3 separate regions of the Mus musculus genome follow, and regions 1 and 3 are each linked to region 2. The links are chromatin contacts, called in public promoter capture Hi-C maps. All regions are on one chromosome and are shown on one strand. The core of a region is the stretch at or near the end of the contact, and the rest is flanking DNA. Distances in the headings are between cores, read along the strand shown. Region 1 holds the start of Fth1 (ferritin heavy polypeptide 1). Region 2 holds the start of Fkbp2 (FK506 binding protein 2). Region 3 holds the start of Chka (choline kinase alpha).

What was found. Promoter capture Hi-C pulls out the DNA fragments that hold promoters and counts their contacts.
Region 1: a contact with region 2 is called in a promoter capture Hi-C map of the HPC-7 cell line. A contact is called at or near these places in 2 of 39 promoter capture datasets (the 3T3-L1 cell line and the HPC-7 cell line) and 1 of 130 datasets of targeted methods (bone marrow-derived dendritic cells).
Region 3: a contact with region 2 is called in a promoter capture Hi-C map of liver, with 2.7 times the contacts expected there.

Annotation. Positions count from the first base shown.
Region 1 is chr19:9,981,101-9,983,899 of GRCm38.p6, forward strand. Fth1 (ferritin heavy polypeptide 1) reads left to right here and starts at 1,546. Exons shown (of 4, transcript NM_010239.2): 1 at 1,546-1,883. The coding sequence starts at 1,770.
Region 2 is chr19:6,979,072-6,981,899 of GRCm38.p6, forward strand. Fkbp2 (FK506 binding protein 2) reads right to left here and starts at 1,393. Exons shown (of 6, transcript NM_001166368.2): 1 at 1,323-1,393; 2 at 1-70. The coding sequence starts at 66. It overlaps LOC114841036 (Uncharacterized protein LOC114841036), which reads right to left and starts at 1,369. Exons shown (of 6, transcript NM_001370419.1): 1 at 243-1,369; 2 at 1-70. The coding sequence starts at 1,179. The coding sequence ends at 379.
Region 3 is chr19:3,850,386-3,853,085 of GRCm38.p6, forward strand. Chka (choline kinase alpha) reads left to right here and starts at 1,388. Exons shown (of 12, transcript NM_001271496.1): 1 at 1,388-2,028. The coding sequence starts at 1,691. It overlaps Gm51271 (predicted gene, 51271), which reads right to left and starts at 431; the gene lies at 382-431.

The DNA of each region.
Region 1 (2,799 bases), core at 296-2,795, 3.0 Mb after region 2:
ATGACTTTTTATGGCTCGCCAGTCTGACTATGTTCTTTCCAGCTCTCCCCAACATGCACTTCGTTTTTCGGGCCAACAAACACACTTTCCTTAAGGTTCCTTGAACAAGGGAAGCATTCCCATGCCTGCCCATTTGCTATTCCCTCTACTTAGAACTCCTTTCCCCACCTCCCTCCTCCACTTTCCAAAGGGAATTTGTTCATCAACTTTAGCTCAGCATCAGTCTCCTAGGGCCATCGTCCTGAAGTCTGACTCCAGGATATTTATCCAGAAGCATCCTGCAGCTAGATTACCACTGAAATCTTTCCTGAAAAGAACATATATAACGTGTAGTTTTAAAAGACTAAGTACTAGTAATGTATTTCAGTAGACGTACCTTAAAAGGGGGGAAGAGGGTTATAATCCCAGCTCTCTGACGAACCAGCCTGGCTTACACAGAGAGTCCCTGGCCAGTCTGGGTTACTGATCCAGTAACTTTGTCAATCTTGCTTCAAAACAATAACAACAAAATCGAAGTCCAACTTCCAGTTTTGAGAATATGAACAGCATCTGCTGGTTCTCCACCTGTGTTAAAGACTAGACAAGGCTGAGCACAAGTGGATGTGGATGGCAGGGCCTAGCAAGACGCAGTGGCTAATCTCTAGTTCTGCTTGCTATCCAAGAATTCGCACCCATTTTGAAGCTGGGCCACAGCTACAAGATAGACACAGTTGGCTTGTCCCTCTGCAGTTTCCTGCACCTGTCACCTGCCATTCTGCAAGCATCAACTTCACTCCAAGGACAAACCCAAAGGTTACTGAGAAAGATAAAGGAGACCATTTTGAAACAGACACACGTAGGTCACTTCTTTACTTTTCTAATCCAGAGACGTCTCTTAATTTCAAGCATCACCAGGGGCTTTCTCAGAAACCTAAATGGTTTGGCCCCAGGATTGCCCTATAGACAGACGGCTGTTGTCCTGCTCTAAGGAGAAATGCGCCTTCTTAGCCTTTGTTTTTTCAACTGTTCTCAGAGCCATGTTTGCCTTAGCAAAAAGCCGGGGTTGCTTGAGTCAGAAGAACAGGGTAGACCCTAACCTCCTCGCCAATAGTTCCCCTACTCCTCCTCTGAGCTTCTCTCCACAGATTCTGAAGGAGGGAAAGCCGCTCTTTCCCAGTCCAACTTATATGTCGTTCGCCATTTACAGCGCCACGCTTCCATTTTCCTATTTGTAAGACGAAGTCGCTGTCTGGTGTATGTCACGACTAACAACACGCACTTTGCCTAGAGTTTAGGGATATCCTGTGAGAATTGAAAATCATCCTCATCGGTACCCTCTGTGCCCATCTGGGACCCAGATGCCTCTGCAGTACGGCTAGATCCAACTACGCCCGCCCCGGGCCACAGAAACAGCGCGCTTGTTGCCAGGCACCGCTCTTGCAGAAGCTCAGAGCCCCTTGCGTCGCCTCACACTCACACAGGCTCCTCCCCGCCCGCGCCCTGCGGGTTTGGGCAACACGCCCACAGGAAGAGGCGGGGCGGCGCGGCCCGCTGCGCTGATTGGCCAGCGCTCGCCTGACGCAGGATCCCGCTATAAGTGCGGCCCGCTGTCCCCTCCTGCGCCAGACGTTCTCGCCCAGAGTCGCCGCGGTTTCCTGCTTCAACAGTGCTTGAACGGAACCCGGTGCTCGACCCCTCCGACCCCCGCCGGCCGCTTCGAGCCTGAGCCCTTTGCAACTTCGTCGTTCCGCCGCTCCAGCGTCGCCACCGCGCCTCGCCCCGCCGCCACCATGACCACCGCGTCTCCCTCGCAAGTGCGCCAGAACTACCACCAGGACGCGGAGGCTGCCATCAACCGCCAGATCAACCTGGAGTTGTATGCCTCCTACGTCTATCTGTCTATGGTGAGTGCGGCCTCCTCAGGGCCACTTGGGGAGCCGGCGGAGGGTGGGTCGGGGCGTGGCCTGCTGCGGGCTTCCCCGCCTTCCAGCGCCCTTCTGGAAAATGGAGTTTGTTCGGGGTTCTTTCCTAAGGCAGGCAGCCCTGCCGTGGCAAGTCTGAGCACATAGCACCTTGTGGCTCCTGCATAGATCAGGCATGTCATTACACCACTTTTTTTTGAAGCCTTAGGGCAGTACGACTGTCAGCCTGGCCAATCAACCCTGCAGTTAGGTGCATTTTCTGCACGCTCGTCCCCTCCGATCACGTGGCCTACAAGCTTCTCTGTTTGGTTATGCATCCTGCTCCAGTTCCTCCTGGAGTATGGCGGGTCTGCTTGGTCATGGTGTCGAGTGGCAGCCTTGGGGCCTGGTGTAAAGAGGCTTATCTCTTGTGAGCTTACTCTTGTCCCCTTCAAAGCAGCCGCCTCCACCTCTCTGCTTATCACAGAGCCTCACTTGCATTGAAACTTATCGCTAGGAATCTCCCCTTCTGTAGTTATCAGTGTCACCCCGACCTTGCATTTACAAGGCATCATGTTACTGTATTTTTCTTATTTTGCATGAGTGTGGCTTACTAACAAGTGGTAGGTACATACTTGTTGGGAAAAGCCTGCTATCAATTGCTGGACAAGGAAGTTTTCCATGTAATAGTTTCTGAAAAACAGGTTTGGGGAAGGCCTGGACTTTGAAACAGGTCCAACTTCTGTGGCTGTCATTCCTGGAATATGAATACACTGAGTGCTTAAAACTGAAAATCAAAGCTTCTCCTAATATATTTGTGCTAAAATGCAATGCCCTCAATTGTTAACAGGGCATGATGCATTAATTTTATAAATCAGTGGTTGTTTGTAGAGCTGGAAGCCTTGTGACCTTGTGTTAG
Region 2 (2,828 bases), core at 143-2,642:
CCCCGTGGCTGCTGCCAGGGCACTCAGGCAAATGGACAGTATTGTCAGGATCCAGCTCAGCCTCATGTCTCTGTAGGCAAAGGCCACCCCACCCCCAACCAAAAAACTGGGGGGTGGAGTCATGGGACGTCTTCAGTCTGTATCAGGAGGACGCCAACTCCCCATTATATCTTGCCTGTTTCTGGGGAATCCCACAGTCCTGGGTCACCACCCCCTCCCCTGGGCTCTGTAGCCACACTTACCAGTCCAGTGAGAAGGGGGCTTGACCGAGGACCCCAGCAGCGAGGGGAGGGGGTCAGGGGAGGCCACAGCAGCCAGTGCCCCCTCCCTTTGCTCACTACCTGACCTTCTCTCCCTCCCAGTCCCCATCTCCGTTCTTCAGTTCCCGCTAGCCCCTTTACGCAAAGTCCAAACCCTATCTGATTGCACCGGATTTGTCCCGACTGGACGACCCCACTCCCGCCACACCCAGCTGCCCCCTGTCCAGCACACCCACACATCTGCGGCTGCTGCAGGTGTTCGGCCCCGAGGCACCCACACATCTCCACTAGGTGGCTCTGAGGAGCCCCGGTCCTCCGGGGGCACCCCCCAGTCCGGCCCCGTGCCTCCTCCACCAGGGGCACCTCCCCAACTCTGAGCTCTTGGGGGCCTCCGGGGAACCCAAACTGGCTCAGAGTCAGCAGGGCGCCGAGCTCGCTCCACCCACACCACCTCTCCAGGGGGAGTTCTCGGTCTACCGCGACCCCAGGCGCGGCCACCACGGAGACCGCCCCCGCGTGGACGCCCCCGGCCATAGCTCAAGCTTAGCTCTGCGCAAGGCTCCTTGGCCCCACCCTTTACGGCGTGAAGCTCCGCCCCCTGACCTGCAGCTCCACCCTCCGCAATGTTAGACCTAGTCTCCAGCAGAGGGGCCACGCCACTCACTGACTGAAGTCCCACCTCCAACGACTGGGATCTCACGCCCTCTGTCTCCGAGCCAAAGGCTCCACTTTCCACCTGCTCCAGCTCCTCCTCTAAACCCCAAGCCCCGCCCCCCACGCCTCCTACTCCAGCTATGGGCCACTGGGTTCCGCCCTCAACTCGCACTGGCTCCGTTGTCCCTCCCACCGCTGTTCCGCGCCCCGCCCCGAGCCCCAGGGCTCCGCCCCGTACGGCGTGAGAGCCCGCCCCCTGCGGCATTGCCAGAGGCCGGACCCCAGCCCCAATTCCTTCGTTTGCTGCCCCTGGCTGGCACGCGGACTCCGGCCCGCTTCAGGCCGGCCTGCCCCAGGTTGCCCTCCTGCACCCGGATCCCCCAGCCTGGGCTGTGGCCCCCCGCTCACCTCCTCGCCGCGCCCCCGGAGCCAATCCCGCTCGTGCTGTCACTTCTGCGCAGGCGCGTCTTCGTCGCTACAGGGCGGGACACGCTGCCCGCCCTCATTGGACCGTCCAAAACCCGCTGCTGCATCTATGGGCGGGGCTTCTCATTTGGCCCTGCCTCCTGAGTGACTGCGTGACAACGTCACTTCCGGGGTTCAGATTCCGGGTCTAGTTTGGCAAAAGTTGTGTCCGAGAGACAGAAGGCAGTTCCAGCCAAGGTGACATGGTCAAGCAAGTATGACTGCACGCGCCTGGAGGGGTTCTAGCAGGCACCGTGCTGACTTCCTGACCGGCACGCCTTTGGGTAGTTGTTGTGGGAAGAGGCTAGGGGTTCGGAGCGACAACCCGGATTTGAATCTTAGTTCTTTCATTTCTTGGCTGGCTGCGTGACCTTGACTAAGTTCGTTCTTTTGGTGGTGCGCTCTATGACACCCATACCACATGGCCCTGAGCTATGCGGACCCCTTTCATCTTGTGGTCTACAGTGTCAAGTCTCATCTGTGGGTGAACAAACGTCTCCTGGGCCAGGTCTATCATTCACTGCCCAGGAGACACATTCTCTAACCTAAAGATCCTGAAATTTAGAGGAAGCCAAACCTGAGTTAGGCTATGGAGTCTAGTGATTTCATACCCGTCTTAGGCCGTTTGCCCTGCTAAGACCATTTATTCAGATACCAATGGAAGATAATCATGATGTTGACCCCAAGAGAAGCATACTGCATATCTGATGAAGCTTAGTGGGTTCTGAATGTTTAGCTCTCAAATCCTAACCTTCACTGAGCCAGAGCATGATCACCAATATCACTGCTGAGAAAGTTATTTAAACATGATAAAAAATGGTGTGCTGTCCCATGACTGTAATGTCAACACTCTAGAGGTAGATATAGAGGGATCAGAAATTCAAGGACATTCCAGCTACATGAAGAATTCTGAGTCAGCCTAGGATACAGGAGACATTTTCTTAAAAGAGAAAGTTCAAAAGCAGCATCAGGGCTGAAGATGCAGTAAATCAGTAATATTTGCCAAACATGTATGAAGCCAGGAAGTTTAAGGTCATGCAGGCTATGTGAGACTCTCATGGATGGGTAAGTAATTATGTGATGATCATCATCTTGAGGAATTCTTTAGTTTACCCTACTCCTGCTTTGATACCACCAAGATCATGACCTCAGTGTCAGTCCCTTCATTAGGGCGGCTACTTTCAGTTACTTCTGTCCCTGAATGTTCTGTAGCAGGCCAAAGCCTTGGTGCTTCGCTAGCCTTCCCACACTACCCAGGACAGTGGAGAAGGGTAGACACTGAGCCTGGACCAAGTAGGTTAGGAATCTCAAACAGCAGCTGATGAATCCTGGGATGCCAGGGATTGTAGGTGGAGAAGACTCTGGGTGTGTTTCTTTAAAAAGGCTTTCCAGTCGGGCATTAGTGGCGCATGCCTTTAATCCCAGCACTTGGGAGGCAGAGGCAGGTGG
Region 3 (2,700 bases), core at 138-2,637, 3.1 Mb before region 2:
TTTTTTTTTTTCCCCTACTTGTCTGGAGTTCAACTCCAGGCCTAGCTCCACGGGATCGTCCAAAGTCTCTTTTCATTTGCACTCCTTCCCCCGCCCCCCCCCCCCCACTCCCCAGACAGTCTCACTATGGAACTTGGGCTGTCCTGAAACTTACTGTGTAGACTAGGCTGGTCTTCAGCCCATAGAGATCTGGCCTCTGCCTCTGTGCCTCTCAAGTGCTGGGATTAAAAGCATGTGCCATTATGCACAGATTATTTGCACTCTTTTGTTCAGTAAGATCACTTTTGGGGGAGTAAGTCCAGATAAGTACCTACCTACTCTTTTTGAAGAGTTTTTGGCTTCCAGCAGACTGTGAAAACCCACAAAGAAGCCATTTTCTGCATGCTGGGGTATAGCTAGAAAGAAATCTCTCTTTCTAGCTATACCCCACAACACAGACCTGTAGTTTTATATTCTTTGTAGCCTCAATTACTTCCTGGAAGGACTGAATGATGAGACCAAAGAATGAGGCAATGTGTGGGCATACAGCATAGGGGCCTTGGCCCCCTTCCATGCCCTAGGGCAAAGGTACATTAGTCATGGTCACGCGACTGGACAGCCCGGAAGAGGGGGGGGGCAGATGACAGCATCCACAAAGCCAGGAATCGCGAACCAAGCACCTTTGGCCGGCAATTCTGGAGGCCGTTGAGGCCAGTCTGTTAGGAAGATGTCCTGAGAATCTAGCTGACATCCTCAGCACCACGGACAGGGAAACTGAGGCTGCAGGCACGTAGAGGGGGAGGCTTCTCTCTGAGCGGAGAGCGCAGCCAGCTGGCAAGTGGGTGTGTGGCCTTGACCCAATCTCTTTTTGATATTAGACCTGCAGATGGATAACGCCTCCGGCCAGGAGTTGTATTGGGCATGGAAGCATCTCGAACAGGGCCTCGGAAATGTTGTAAAAACACACCCACAGAGCTCCTTTGGGAGCTGCCTTGCCCTAAGGTCACGCGGAAAGAGCAGCCAGCCTCCAGACACCATTTTCCTGCAAAGTCCCCGGGGCCTTTCAAATCATCACTTTCAGACCTGGGGGCGTCTAAGGAAAGTTTCCCTTTCAACATCCACTCTAGGGTCTGCCAAAGCTGCAGAAGCCTCGCCTCTCCTGCCCTAAGAGGCTCGAGTCCGCAAAGGCGCCACCTTGTGAGTGCAGGCAATTGAGATAGCCTTTACAGGACCCTCGCGACCCCTAGACAAGGCCCCGCCCCCGGTGCGCCGACCCCTCCCTCATCGTGGACTCACCGCCTGAGCCTAGGAGGGGCTGTGCCGCAGCCAATGGGAAAGCGGCGTGGCGAGGGTGGCGGCGGTTGTGATGCGCCAAAGCGTCCAATCAGCGGCGAGCGCGGGGGCGGGCGGTGACGCTGGGCTCTCCGCGTGCAGCGCTGTAAAGGAGCGAGCGCCGCGGCCCCCTATAGCAGTCGCCTGCCGTCAGCCTCCCGCGCTCGTCTCTCGTTACTGCTGCCTGACGTCCATTGCTGCCTCTCCCCGCCGTCGCCGACGTCGCCTCCCCGCGCGCTCCCACAACCGCCGCCCGGCCGGTCAGTGAAGCCGGCGAGCCATTCCCCGCGCCGGCCCCCAGAGGCGGGCATCCAGCCGGACCCTGAGTGTGGCCCTCTCGTGCTGTGGCCGCCCGCGCCTTCTCGGCCGCTTGTCCAGCATGAAAACCAAGTTCTGCACCGGGGGCGAGGCCGAGCCGTCGCCTCTCGGGCTGCTGCTGAGCTGCGGTGGCAACGCTGCCCCGACGCCCGGCGTAGGGCAGCAGCGGGACGCCGCAGGCGAGCTGGAGTCCAAGCAGCTTGGTGGCCGAACCCAACCTCTCGCGCTGCCGCCGCCGCCGCCGCCGCCCCTGCCGCTGCCCCCGCCGCCATCACCGCCGCTAGCGGACGAACAACCCGAGCCCCGGACCAGGCGCAGGGCCTACCTGTGGTGTAAGGAATTCCTGCCCGGAGCCTGGCGAGGCCTTCGCGAGGACCAGTTCCACATCAGTGTCATCAGGTCAGTGGCTGCGGCACCGCGCGGTGGTGGTGGGGGCGGTGGGGGGTGAGGCTGGAGGGCGGGGCGGGGCGGCGGCTTGGGTAGAGGTGATCGCCGCGCCGGTGTCCGGAGCACAAACCCCGCAGCGCGGAAGGCCGCCTGCGGGCGAGCTTTGAGAAAATGTGTGCTGGGTTGCCGTCCCTTGCGGAAGAACAATACTATGTAGTTATACAAGCACATTCTGTACCAAAGCTCAAAATAGATGTGTCTAGGAAGCCGTTTCTCTGCGAGGGCCTTGAATGAAAAAAGGGATGTTGTTCCCAGCACTCGGGAAGCAGAAGCAGGCGGATTTCTGAGTTCGAGGCCAGCCTGGTCTACAAAGTGAGTTCCAAAACAGCCAGCTCTACAGAGAGAAACCCTGTCTCGAAAAACGAAAAAAAAAAAAAAAAAAAAAGGAAAGAAAAGAAAAGAAAGAAAAGAAAAAGGGATGTTGTGGCTGGGCTTTAGAAAAAGAGGGAGGAGCCGGGCGTGGTGGCGCAAGCCTTTAATCCCAGCACTCCGCAGGCAGAGGCAGGCGGATTTCTGAGTTCAAGGCCAGCCTGGTCTACAGAGTGAGTTCCAGGACAGCCAGGGCTACACAGAGAAACCCTGTCTCGAAAAAACAAACAAACAAAAAAAAAAAAAAAAAAAAAA